Linked DNA regions of Mus musculus: regions 2 and 3 are each linked to region 1. A link is a contact called in public promoter capture Hi-C data. All regions are on one chromosome and are shown on one strand. Each heading gives the region's core, a stretch centred on a gene start, on an enhancer-like site or on the middle of the called end of the contact. The rest is flanking DNA. Distances are from core to core; before and after follow the strand shown.

Region 1 (3,388 bases), core at 469-2,968:
AGGGCCATGCTGTGGGCGGTGGTGGGGCTCCCCTGCCAGATCTCCATTAGTGTGAGGGCAGCCTGGCCTGCAAGCTCTACCCAGAGAAACTATCTTGAAAAAAACAAAAGATTTTTAAAAACAAATAATTTAACACTTAAAGGGGGAGCAGCCGGGCGTGGTGGCACACACCTTTAATCCTAGCAGGAGGCAGAAGCAGGCAGATTTCTGAGTTTGAGGCCAGCCTGGTCTACAAAGTGAGTTCCAGGACAGCCAGGGCTACGCAGAGAAACCCTGTCTTGAAGAAAAATAAAGTTTCCAGATTTTGTTTTGTACAGCAGGTAATTTATTATTATTATTTTTATTAAAATATAGGTTTCTAGTCAACTGTTTTTTTTAAAGATTTATTTATTTATTTTATGTATATGAGTATACCATTGCTCTCTTCAGACACACCAGAAGAGGGCATTAGATCCAATTAAGATGGTTATGAGCCACCATGTGGGTGGCTGGGAATTGAACTCTGGACCTCTGGAAGAACAGTGGGTGTTCTTAACTGCTGAGCCATCTCTCCAGCCCCAGGTAATATATTAACAATAGCTAGTTGTTATGAAACTCTATCCATTTGCCAGGCATCATGCAGACACTGCCTTAGTCCTGACAGACCTGAAAGTAGCACCTGAAATGTCCTTAGTCCTGACAGACCTGAAAGTAGCATCATTTCCCTTCGTTTTCAAGGTTAAGTAGTGATTTGGAAGGACTCAGTAATGTGTAAAGATCGGCTGGCTTGGGAAGGAAACTGGATCTACAAGAACCCAGAGTCTATGCTTTTAACCAGAACAAAGTTGACTTCACTCTCCTGGGGCATCCATCTAGCATTTGGTCACCTTTTCTTGCATTTAGAGCAGTAACAGCTGTGCATCGTTTTTTGGAGTATAAGAAAATGAACACTCCCAAAATACTATATTGTGTGGTTCAGTTCCGGCAGAGAAGCACACTATATTGTCTTCTAAGATGTGCCCTCTGGGTCACATGGGAACATGGACTGGCACAGAAAATTGTCAAGCTAGGCTTGTTTGAAATAACTTCTCCCTTTCTGATAAATAACAGGAACCAAAAGTTAAATCAGTTGAGTGAATAGATTCATGGTAGTCGTTCCATACATAGCATACCAGAAGAAGAGAGGGAGGGATTTGGAAAATGGATATAGAAATAGTTTCGGAGCTGTATGGTAGCCCACATTTGAAATCCTAGCATTTGAAAGGCTGAGATAGGATGGCCTCGAGTACAAGGCTCACCTGGGTTGCACAATTAAACCCTTTCTCAAACAAAAATAAAAGTGTGGGTTGGCGTTGTTTAATCCTGCCACTAGGGAGGCGAATCTACAGGGCGAATTCGGGACAGCCAGGGCTACACGGAGAATCCGTGTCTTGGAAAAAGGGGGGAAAAAGTGTTTCTGTACTAGAGATATAGTGGCTTGCCTAGAGGTACAATTCCCAGTACTAAGAGAAGGAAAAAAAAAGTGTTTCGGAGCTGAAAAGCGAGGCCGTGGGGTGGGAAACTAAGATTGCCTTCCCAGCTCCCTACTCCCAGCTCCCTACTCCCCTACACGCGCCCGTCGTAGGCCGGGAGAAGAGGCTTTTGCAGTCCGCCAGTGTAGGGCCAAGCTGGGACAGCCAGAGCCAGCGATTGGTCAGATCAGGGGCGGGGCGGGGCGAGCCTGAGCGCGCCCTGATGATTGGCACGCGCAGGAATGCCTGGATCGGAGCGGGTGAGGTAGCGCCGGGAAGGTGACGCGGCTGCGGAGGTGACGCCGTGCGGTCGCGCGGCCCTTCCGGCGCGGGCAGGGCGCTGAGGATCGGGCGCCCCTCGGCCGCAGGCCGCCTCCAGTGCCGCGGGATGTAGCGCCCGGGCCCGCGGCCCCCAGCAGAGGCAGCCAGCCAGGCCGTAAGTGTCCCGGGGGTGGGCGGGGCGCGGGCCCTGCAGGCTCTGGAGGGGACAGCACGGGAGTGGCCCGCCCCTGGATCGTCGCTCACCGCCCGGCCCTCCGAAAGGTCCTCCGTAAACATTTCCGGCCCCTCCCACCGCGCACCGCCTCCGTTCGGGGGGCTGCTCGCCGCCGTCGGGGCCCGGCAGTCCGCGAGTGCTGTCTCCGCAGCCGCGCGGTAGACGGCCGCGTTCCAGCCCTGCTGGCGACCCCCGGAGTTGAGCCTGCGAGTTGGGTGCGGGAACACCGGCCCTGGGTGGCCGGGAACCCTAAGGCCACCACCGCGATCCGCAGGTCAAACGTGACGGGGCTCCCTCCTGGATAGGGTCGGTCGGGAAGTTGATGGAGACTCGACAGGCCTAAGGTACTACTCAACTAGAATGTAAACAAGATGCCGAAGTGTTGGGAAGGGCCAGATTTCATCTCAGAAATCTAGGGTTGATGGATGCTGGTTTGTTTGAGAATTTGAGTCTCGCACTTGCTTTTAAGAAAATAAAGTGGCTCGCCGTCAGTTTCTGGCGGTTCGTAGTTGAAGAAGCTGGACAAATTTCAGTTTACATAGTTTCAGATGTCAGCGGAGCACTAAGAGACCATGGGATCTTCTATAATAATAATCTGATTATTTCCCTCGGGTCTTTAGCAGACAGACCAGAAAACCCAGCAGTTAAGTTGTGTGGTAAATCAAACGAAGATGGCAATAGGTGGTTCTTTGCAGAACCAAAGCCATGTTGGGATGTGCTCACTGCTTTTTTTTTTTTTCCTTTTGATAATGCAGGGCAGGCTGTGATGGTGCAGTCGCAGTTCCTGAGAGTTTATAGCATCAGTCCACTGCCAGGAACTCAGTCAGATAGGATGGCGCTAAGTGGATTGCAATGTCAGGGTTCCCGGCCTGCAGCCACTGCATTTCTTTATTACAGAAGTAGTTTTTGTGTCCATTTTTTGTGAAAGGTCTTTGAGAAGTCAGTCTTCAAAAGCTGGTGTTATTAGTGAAGTATTAGACATTGGTGTGGGCCTTCAAACACTGCACCTACTCCCGCAGGGTAATCTCCGCTGGGGTGTTCACAGTAGCCCAGAAACGACAAGATTTTTGAGAAAGAAGTAAATGAGTGGCTTTACCCGTGTGAAAGATAAATTAAGGAAGCAGCCTTAATTTCATAGCCTCTGCGCCTCCCTCCCCTCACTCCACCCCCCCCCCCTCACGGCAGGAGGAGGGGAGCGGTCAGCACCTTAAAATGAATGGTAGGCTAAGTTGTGTCACTTCAGAGTGACCTCATTTTCTTAAGCTTCCTGATGGAAAGTGCATTATTCGATGCTCTGGGTAGCCATGCTACCATGTAAACCGCTGTTTACACAACTGTACCCCTGGAATGCCCTGCCTCAGATGTCCATGCCTATCAAATCTTAAGATCTACGAAGTTTTGA
Region 2 (3,388 bases), core at 317-2,816, 2.6 Mb before region 1:
AAGTTGCTATTGGATGAAAGTTTTTGGCCTTGAGGCAGAGTCTCAACTGTATAACTCTAACTATGAGGCACTGTCTCTTGGTAGACCCAGACGACCTCATATTTGTAGAGTCTCCTGCTTCTGTCTCCCAAGGGCTAAGACTGCCAACACTCAGGCAGCCATATAATCAGTCTTAGTTTTCCTCTCAATCTATACTCATTGTGCACAAAAACTGGTCCTTCTGGCGAAGACCTAGTGTTGCCCAATCTAGGAGTAACTTCCATATCCAAACATAGACTTGGCTGTGAAACCAAAATTGGAGTTCAACTACAGTGACATTTGCTGGGCCCTTAAAAAATATAGACCTTTGATATCCTAGCAGCGGAGCTGAGCCCGGGGTTGCTGGATTAGCAGGTGGGGACAGGTTTTTGTGGCTACATTTGTTATCATTGTCCAAAGGAATGGCCCTCTCCAGTTGCTGTTGAGCATGTGTGCTCAGTAGCCAGCACTCTTTTTCTCTCCTATATACATCCTATCCTTATTCAACGGTCTAGAGAAATGCTCAATTGCCCCAAGGAACCTTTCTAGGGAAGAAAGTGACAGGAAAGGAACCTCTGGTCATAGGCTCTATGGTCTAGAAAAATGCTCAGTTGCCCCAAGGAACATTTCTAGGGAAGAAGGTGACAGGAAAGGAACCTCTGGTTATAGACTCTACCGATGAAGGGGGAAAGGCTGGAAATGGGAGTTCCTTTATAGGGAGGTCACATCCCCTTCACAAAAACAACCCAAAGAGAACTAACTGGTACTGATTTTGGATTGATGAAGTGAAGACACCCCAGGGAGGAAGTGGCAAAAGCGAGGATGAAAACACTTTGATTCCACAAGGTGCGTCAGGGAAAGTTGGCGTTCATTTCGCCCGGGATGGAGACTTCTCTCCCACGGGGCCACGATTGGGTCAAAGGAAACCCCCGCTCCCCTCCGCCCTTACCTCATTGGTGTGTGTAGCCCCAGCCATGAGTCTACCAAATTTTCCCTCCAGTCTGCCCATCCCCACCCCTATCAAGGCTGGAACTTTATTAAGGCAGATTAAGGTTCGGTCAGTCGCCCAGAGGAACAAGGAACCTGGAAGGAGAGATGAGGAGCCTGATGAATAGGAACTGTGCCCAGGAAGAAGGTAGGGACTGGGCGTGGAGAAGGAACACGCGATGGCTGCTGCGGCCCGGGCGATCGCCAGCTGGCCGGCTCAAAGGGGTGGTTTCGGGTCTTCTGGAAGGCCCAGAGGCTCACTAGAGATAGTCAAGATTCAGGAGTACATGCGTAGCAGAACGCTCGCCTTGAGAGGCCGTGGGAACTCAGGAGCGCAGCACCCGCCCGCGCTTGAGCACCGCGAGCCCACAACACCCTCCAATTCTGAGTTCCCGTCACTCTGCTGCGTTTTCCCCCTCACCCCGCCCCCAGCTCAAGAAACGCCGGGGAAATGGGCGGGGCCTGGGCGGGGCCCGCCCCTTTTCCTGCTCTGATTGGCTGATGCAGTTGTCCATCCTGACTCTATTCTTGATGGAGGGGGGTTACCACCCGCTCTGCCCCAGATCACGTTTGCCACCCACAGCCAAACACTCTTGTCCAAGTCCGCGGGCAAGAGGCGATTGGGGACGAGCGAGCTCGGCATCTCAGGCCCAGTCCGGTCCACACCAGCCCGAGGCGGAATATCCTGATCGCCCCCCACCAGGCCACCTCCCCTCGTGGAATCGGAGCGGCGGCCTCACAGGAAGGCAGAAGCGAAATGTAGCGAGCCGGGTGTCGCGGTTGGACGCTCGCCTTGCCTGGGGGTGTAGCGGGGAACACGCGGGGGCTCGAGGAGGACGGCTGAGGGGGAGGAGTGATGAGAAGAGGGGGTACCCTACATCCCCCAATTCCGCGGGCCCCTGCTACCACTCTCCAGGCGCCCTTTCTCCCCAGCAAGGCGCAGGTCAGTGTTGTTGGGTCTGGGAGGGAGGGAGACGAGGGCGGGGGACTCCAGGACGCAGTGCTTTTGCAGTCTTGAGTTGCCGGGAGTCGGCGGAAATCAACTAGGCACTCCTCCTCCCCACCCCTGTAGTTGGGGATACCTAAACCGGGCTTTTTTGTCCATCCCCGCTTGGAAAGGAGACGCGGCTTCCTAGAGCCTGAGGCCCATCGGTAGTGGCTTTACTGCTGATGTAGTTGAGAGACTGGCCTGCTCCCCTTGCTAGCCCCCTTCCAGGTCAAAGTGGCCTGCCAGAAAGACGGGAGGGAGGGGGCAGTCAGGTTTTAGCGAAGGAACTCAGAAACTTTGCTGGCTCGGGGGCGGTGGACTCAGACTGAGTGTTTCCTCTTGGCTGACTAGTGAGGATCTTTGAAAACAACGGTGCTGTGTTAAGGTGGCTTGGCTGGTGACCGAGTTAGTGGAAGACTCATAACTTGGGCCCTAGAGTTTGATTCTGCCTTAACCAAACTGGAGTTGACTAATTGTGAGTGTTTGGAATACTAACAGCCTGTTCATCATACCTGCAAAACCCTCTGGATTTTTTTTTTTTTTTTTTTTTACTATTGAGAGCCATGCTGGTGAAATGCAACAAGTTGGTGGCAATTCGTGGGGATTCCTTTAAGCTAAGAAAAGCAGGGCAGGCAAAGACAGACATGATTTGGGAGTAAATGCATATTAGCTTGTGACACTTGGATTTGCCTGACTTTGTTTTTCTTTCCTCTTTCTACACCTTTTACCGATGATATTTTTGTTTTTAAGAGTTACACCATGTCTGGCTGTCAGTAACCCGAGAGGAAAGGGGGAAGGCCAGGCAACCAAAAATGTAGGAATAAACAGTAGCTTCACCCTCTGTCTCTTCAATCTAGTTAACTGCCGGGTCCTATCTGACAGGCTCACAGGATCTAGCATAGAGAGAAGTGTAAATGCAGCCTGGACCAGGGTTTAGCCTGTGGTTTCTGTAACACTCGACTTTCAAGGGCAAGAGTAAGAAGGAGGCCTCTGGTTCTTGGCCTTGGTCTTGGCCGGCTTGCCCTGCCCCGGTTGCCTGGGGAGTTCTCCTGGCTTCCTCTCCCATCCCAGCAGGGGGCTAGGACAATTAGAGGTCTAGGGATGCTCCCCTCAATGACCAGCCTCTCTGTTTGCCCTGTCTTGCTGTTGCTGTCTTGTAATAAGTCACTCAAGAAGAGTGAATGCGTAGGGAGTTTGCATCTGAATCTGTAACTTTACTGATAAGGGACTATACTTAAGTAATACTGAGTTCTTATCAAGATCCGAGAAAACAACTAATCACATCCCTGCCCACCCCAGGTTGCTCAGGAGGCAATGCCAAGGTCTCCTATGAAGCATCCTCCTTTTGGGTGGTGGTTTGCTGGCTGGGAATCTGCTGGGAATAGAACTCACTGC
Region 3 (3,388 bases), core at 468-2,967, 2.5 Mb before region 1:
AACCCAGAGACCAATCCTTAGGAAATGTTTAAAGGGATAGGATAGGGAGATCCCAGAAAAGAAAATTTAAAAAGTGATCACCAGAAGAAACAGCAGCACAGAAGCACAAGGCAATAAATGCCAAAGAGTGTTGAACAATGGCAAAGCAGTAACAACTAACGCAATCCTTAAAGGTGAGTGGAGGAGAGAGGACTGGCAAACGTGGTGATTAGAACAAAGAACATCGAGGGGGGGGAGTTATATGGAAATGTTGTAATGGAAGGTATTACTTTGTTTACTAACTTTAAATTTCCAGTTTTTAAGAGAGAGGAAGGGAGAGAGTAGTGGAAGAAACCAGCCCCAAATGTGTACGAGCTTGCGCACATGAGCACACACACAAAGCTGCATACTGTGTGCATGCATTCCAGTGGAGGGAGTAGAAGCAGAAACAGAAGCAAATGGATCTGGAGCTCAAAGCCAGCCTGGGCTACATAGACTCTGTCGAAAGGAAAAAAGAAAGAAGAGAAGGAGAAGGAGGAGGGAGAGGAGGAGGAGGAGGGCTGGAGATGTAGCTCCGATGGTAGAGGACTTGCCTAGCATGCCTGGATTTACTCTCCAAAACTACAAAACTGGATGTTGTTACAATTGAACCACAAGTTCTATGGTCTACTGTCAGAAGTTGACACCAACTTAGGCTACAGAAAATCCTCTCTCAAACAAAAAACAAACAAACAAACAAACAAACAACAACAAAACAGCCAAAAGGGGAAAAAAGTGAAGCTTATTCTACTAGCCACAATTTCTAGCTAAAGGACAGGCAGGACAGAAAAATTACAGGTAGGAAAAGTAAAAATATTTGCCAATCATTTTATGAGTATTCAGAATTAATAGCAGCAACAAAAGGAAATGTCCTGGTGCTCAAACGCTATGCGTGGCTGGTGTAAGAAATGTGGAAGTGTCAATGAGGAACTATCTCTTGTTTATTCTGCATTGTTATTGCTATAGCTAGTTATTAAGTGTTGTAACTTTTGACATAGATTTTTTTTAAAAGGTTGATCTTTTGGGTCAAATGTCCCCAAATGTGCCTGTTATTGGTCATATGGAAAATTTGACCTTGTCTTTACAAGGCTCGAGATTTGACTCTGTAGTTAAGACAACAGGAAATGGACTTCACTTGGAACTTGGACATTTATCTTTGTGTTATAAAACCTTTAAAATATGGCTAATAAGAAAGGCCGTCTAGAAATCTTTAAAATGTGATTTTAAGAAAACATCTGGGGGAAAGATTTAGACAGGAGAGATCATGGTCTACGTAGTTCAGGGTGACCCAAAGTTGCTTCCAATCTCTTGTCTTGCTCTGGGGAGAGGAAGTGGTGGGGTTAGGGGTCCTTGAACACACTTGTTGCAGAAGACGATGGATGAACTAGGGTTTTATGATCCTCCTATTTCCATCTCCCCAAGGCCTGGATTGCAAACCTGTGCTTCGACGCCAAACTTTAGAATTGTTTTTAAATAGATTTCTAAATTCTTTAAAGTTTGAAAACCTTAAAACTTTTATGTAAATTTGCTCAAGATAGCTAGGAAACTACATTTCCCAAGAGTGTACGTGGCAAGTCGCCACACTGGTCTGGTCGCTTTACCAAGAGGCACACTGGGAAATGTAGTTCTCCGAGCAGTGGGGCTCACAACGTTTTTGACGGAAGACTGGGAAGTGCGCCGCCAGTGGCAGGACGGGGACCGGACAAGGACTCTGCACAACCTCAATTTTGTGTGTGCGGTCCGAGAAAGGGTCTAAGTCATCTGTACTTCTCTAAGCAAGGTGCTGGCCACGGTTCAATGCTGGCGAGCGACTCGGAGGTCCCTGAAAGGAAGGTGCCAATCGCGGAGGGTCGAGCTGGTACCCGCCCCACCCAGGCTGCGGCCGCGCGGGGAGGAAGCGCGCACAGGCCGAGTGCAAAAGTTTCCTTTTCTGCTTTCCAGTCAGAGAAGCTTCAACCAACCGAGGGTGGAGATGCCTGACTTCAATTGGAAGAGAACCCGGGAGCCAAAGGGGTTGAAATAAGCGACTTCCCGGAAAAACAAACTATCAAAAAACCTCTCCCCACCACTAGCCATGGGCAGCCGAGATCACCTGTTTAAAGTGCTGGTGGTGGGGGACGCCGCCGTTGGCAAGACGTCTCTGGTCCAGCGCTACTCCCAGGACAGCTTCAGCAAGCACTACAAGTCCACCGTGGGAGGTGAGCGGTCACGGGTGACTAGGAGCAGGGGTCGAGGCTCGCAGCCGGTAGCCTCTGGGTACCGAGGTTGCCTCTAAGGGGTCCCCAGCCTACCTACAAAGATAGGGCCAAAGTATACAGGTGAGAGATGGTGAAGGGGTCTGAGCCGGGGACTATTCACCGCAGAGAGCAGAGCCCTCCCGCAGCCATGCGCTGCCCAGAGCAACTTCTCCAGTCAGCAAAGTCAGCTGAGTCCCGGTTCAAGTGCAGGCTGGGGCAGTTACCCTGCTTCCTACCAGCATCCGACGGGTGTTGAGGAAAGAACCCCGTTACCTTAGGAGGAAAGCCCAGGAGCTAAGCAGTCAGAGGTGTGGGGAAGACTGGAGGACAGATTCCGGTCAGGTCTGATGAGCCCTATGGTGTCATTAGTGAACTGAGTGGGAAATGTGAGGAATTCACGAAAGAATGTGAAATACCCTCGAGTGGCCTGTCGTCTTCTCTTGCACTGGGGAAGGCAGGGAGGAAGAGAGAAAGAAGCACTAAAAGTAAATTCATTTCTTTCCCAGTGTGGCCTTTGGACTCTGCTGAACTGTCCACCTGTCGGTCTGTCTACCCCAAACACACAGACACAGACACAGATACACACAGACACACACACACCTCCACCACCACCACAAGGAGAAGGTAGTTAACAAGGTTACAGTAATGTGAAAGAATAAAATTACATTTGTTTTTTTTATTTTGTTTTGTTTGAGACAGGGTTTCTCTGTATAGCCCTGGCTGTCCTGGAACTCACTCTGTAGACCAGGCTGGCCTTGAACTCAGAAATCTGCCTGCCTCTGCCTCCCAAGTGCTGGGATTAAAGGCATGCGCCACCACGCCCAGCACATAAAATTACATTTGTACCAACACAGATTTACATGTGAAAGTTTTTTTATTAACTCTTTTCTTTGAAATGAAAACTTTATAGAATATTTCAAAAACTGTTTCCTGACTACTTTGCCCACCACTCCTAAATACAAGTCCTTATTTCATGGATTTTGGGTTAAAAATGTCCTGTGAATTAATTTTTACCAGTGGACTGTTTTCCGACAGTATGAACATACTGATTCTGGCAAGTTTTGTTTGTTTTTCCCAATGTTTATTATAAATTCTCCCTCGTTTTCACTTCTGTCACAGATGTAGAAGAAAGA

What was found. Promoter capture Hi-C pulls out the DNA fragments that hold promoters and counts their contacts.
Region 2: a contact with region 1 is called in a promoter capture Hi-C map of pre-B cells, with 3 times the contacts expected there. The contact joins the promoter of Slc41a1 here to the promoter of Adipor1 in region 1. A contact is called at or near these places in 2 of 39 promoter capture datasets (liver and pre-B cells).
Region 3: a contact with region 1 is called in a promoter capture Hi-C map of pre-B cells, with 5 times the contacts expected there. The contact joins the promoter of Rab29 here to the promoter of Adipor1 in region 1. A contact is called at or near these places in 2 of 39 promoter capture datasets (liver and pre-B cells).

Annotation. Positions count from the first base shown.
Region 1 is chr1:134,413,660-134,417,047 of GRCm38.p6, forward strand. It overlaps Adipor1 (adiponectin receptor 1), which reads left to right and starts at 1,719. Exons shown (of 8, transcript NM_028320.4): 1 at 1,719-1,926.
Region 2 is chr1:131,826,446-131,829,833 of GRCm38.p6, forward strand. Slc41a1 (solute carrier family 41, member 1) reads left to right here and starts at 1,567. Exons shown (of 11, transcript NM_173865.3): 1 at 1,567-1,948.
Region 3 is chr1:131,865,560-131,868,947 of GRCm38.p6, forward strand. Rab29 (RAB29, member RAS oncogene family) reads left to right here and starts at 1,718. Exons shown (of 6, transcript NM_144875.2): 1 at 1,718-1,851; 2 at 1,960-2,216. The coding sequence starts at 2,093.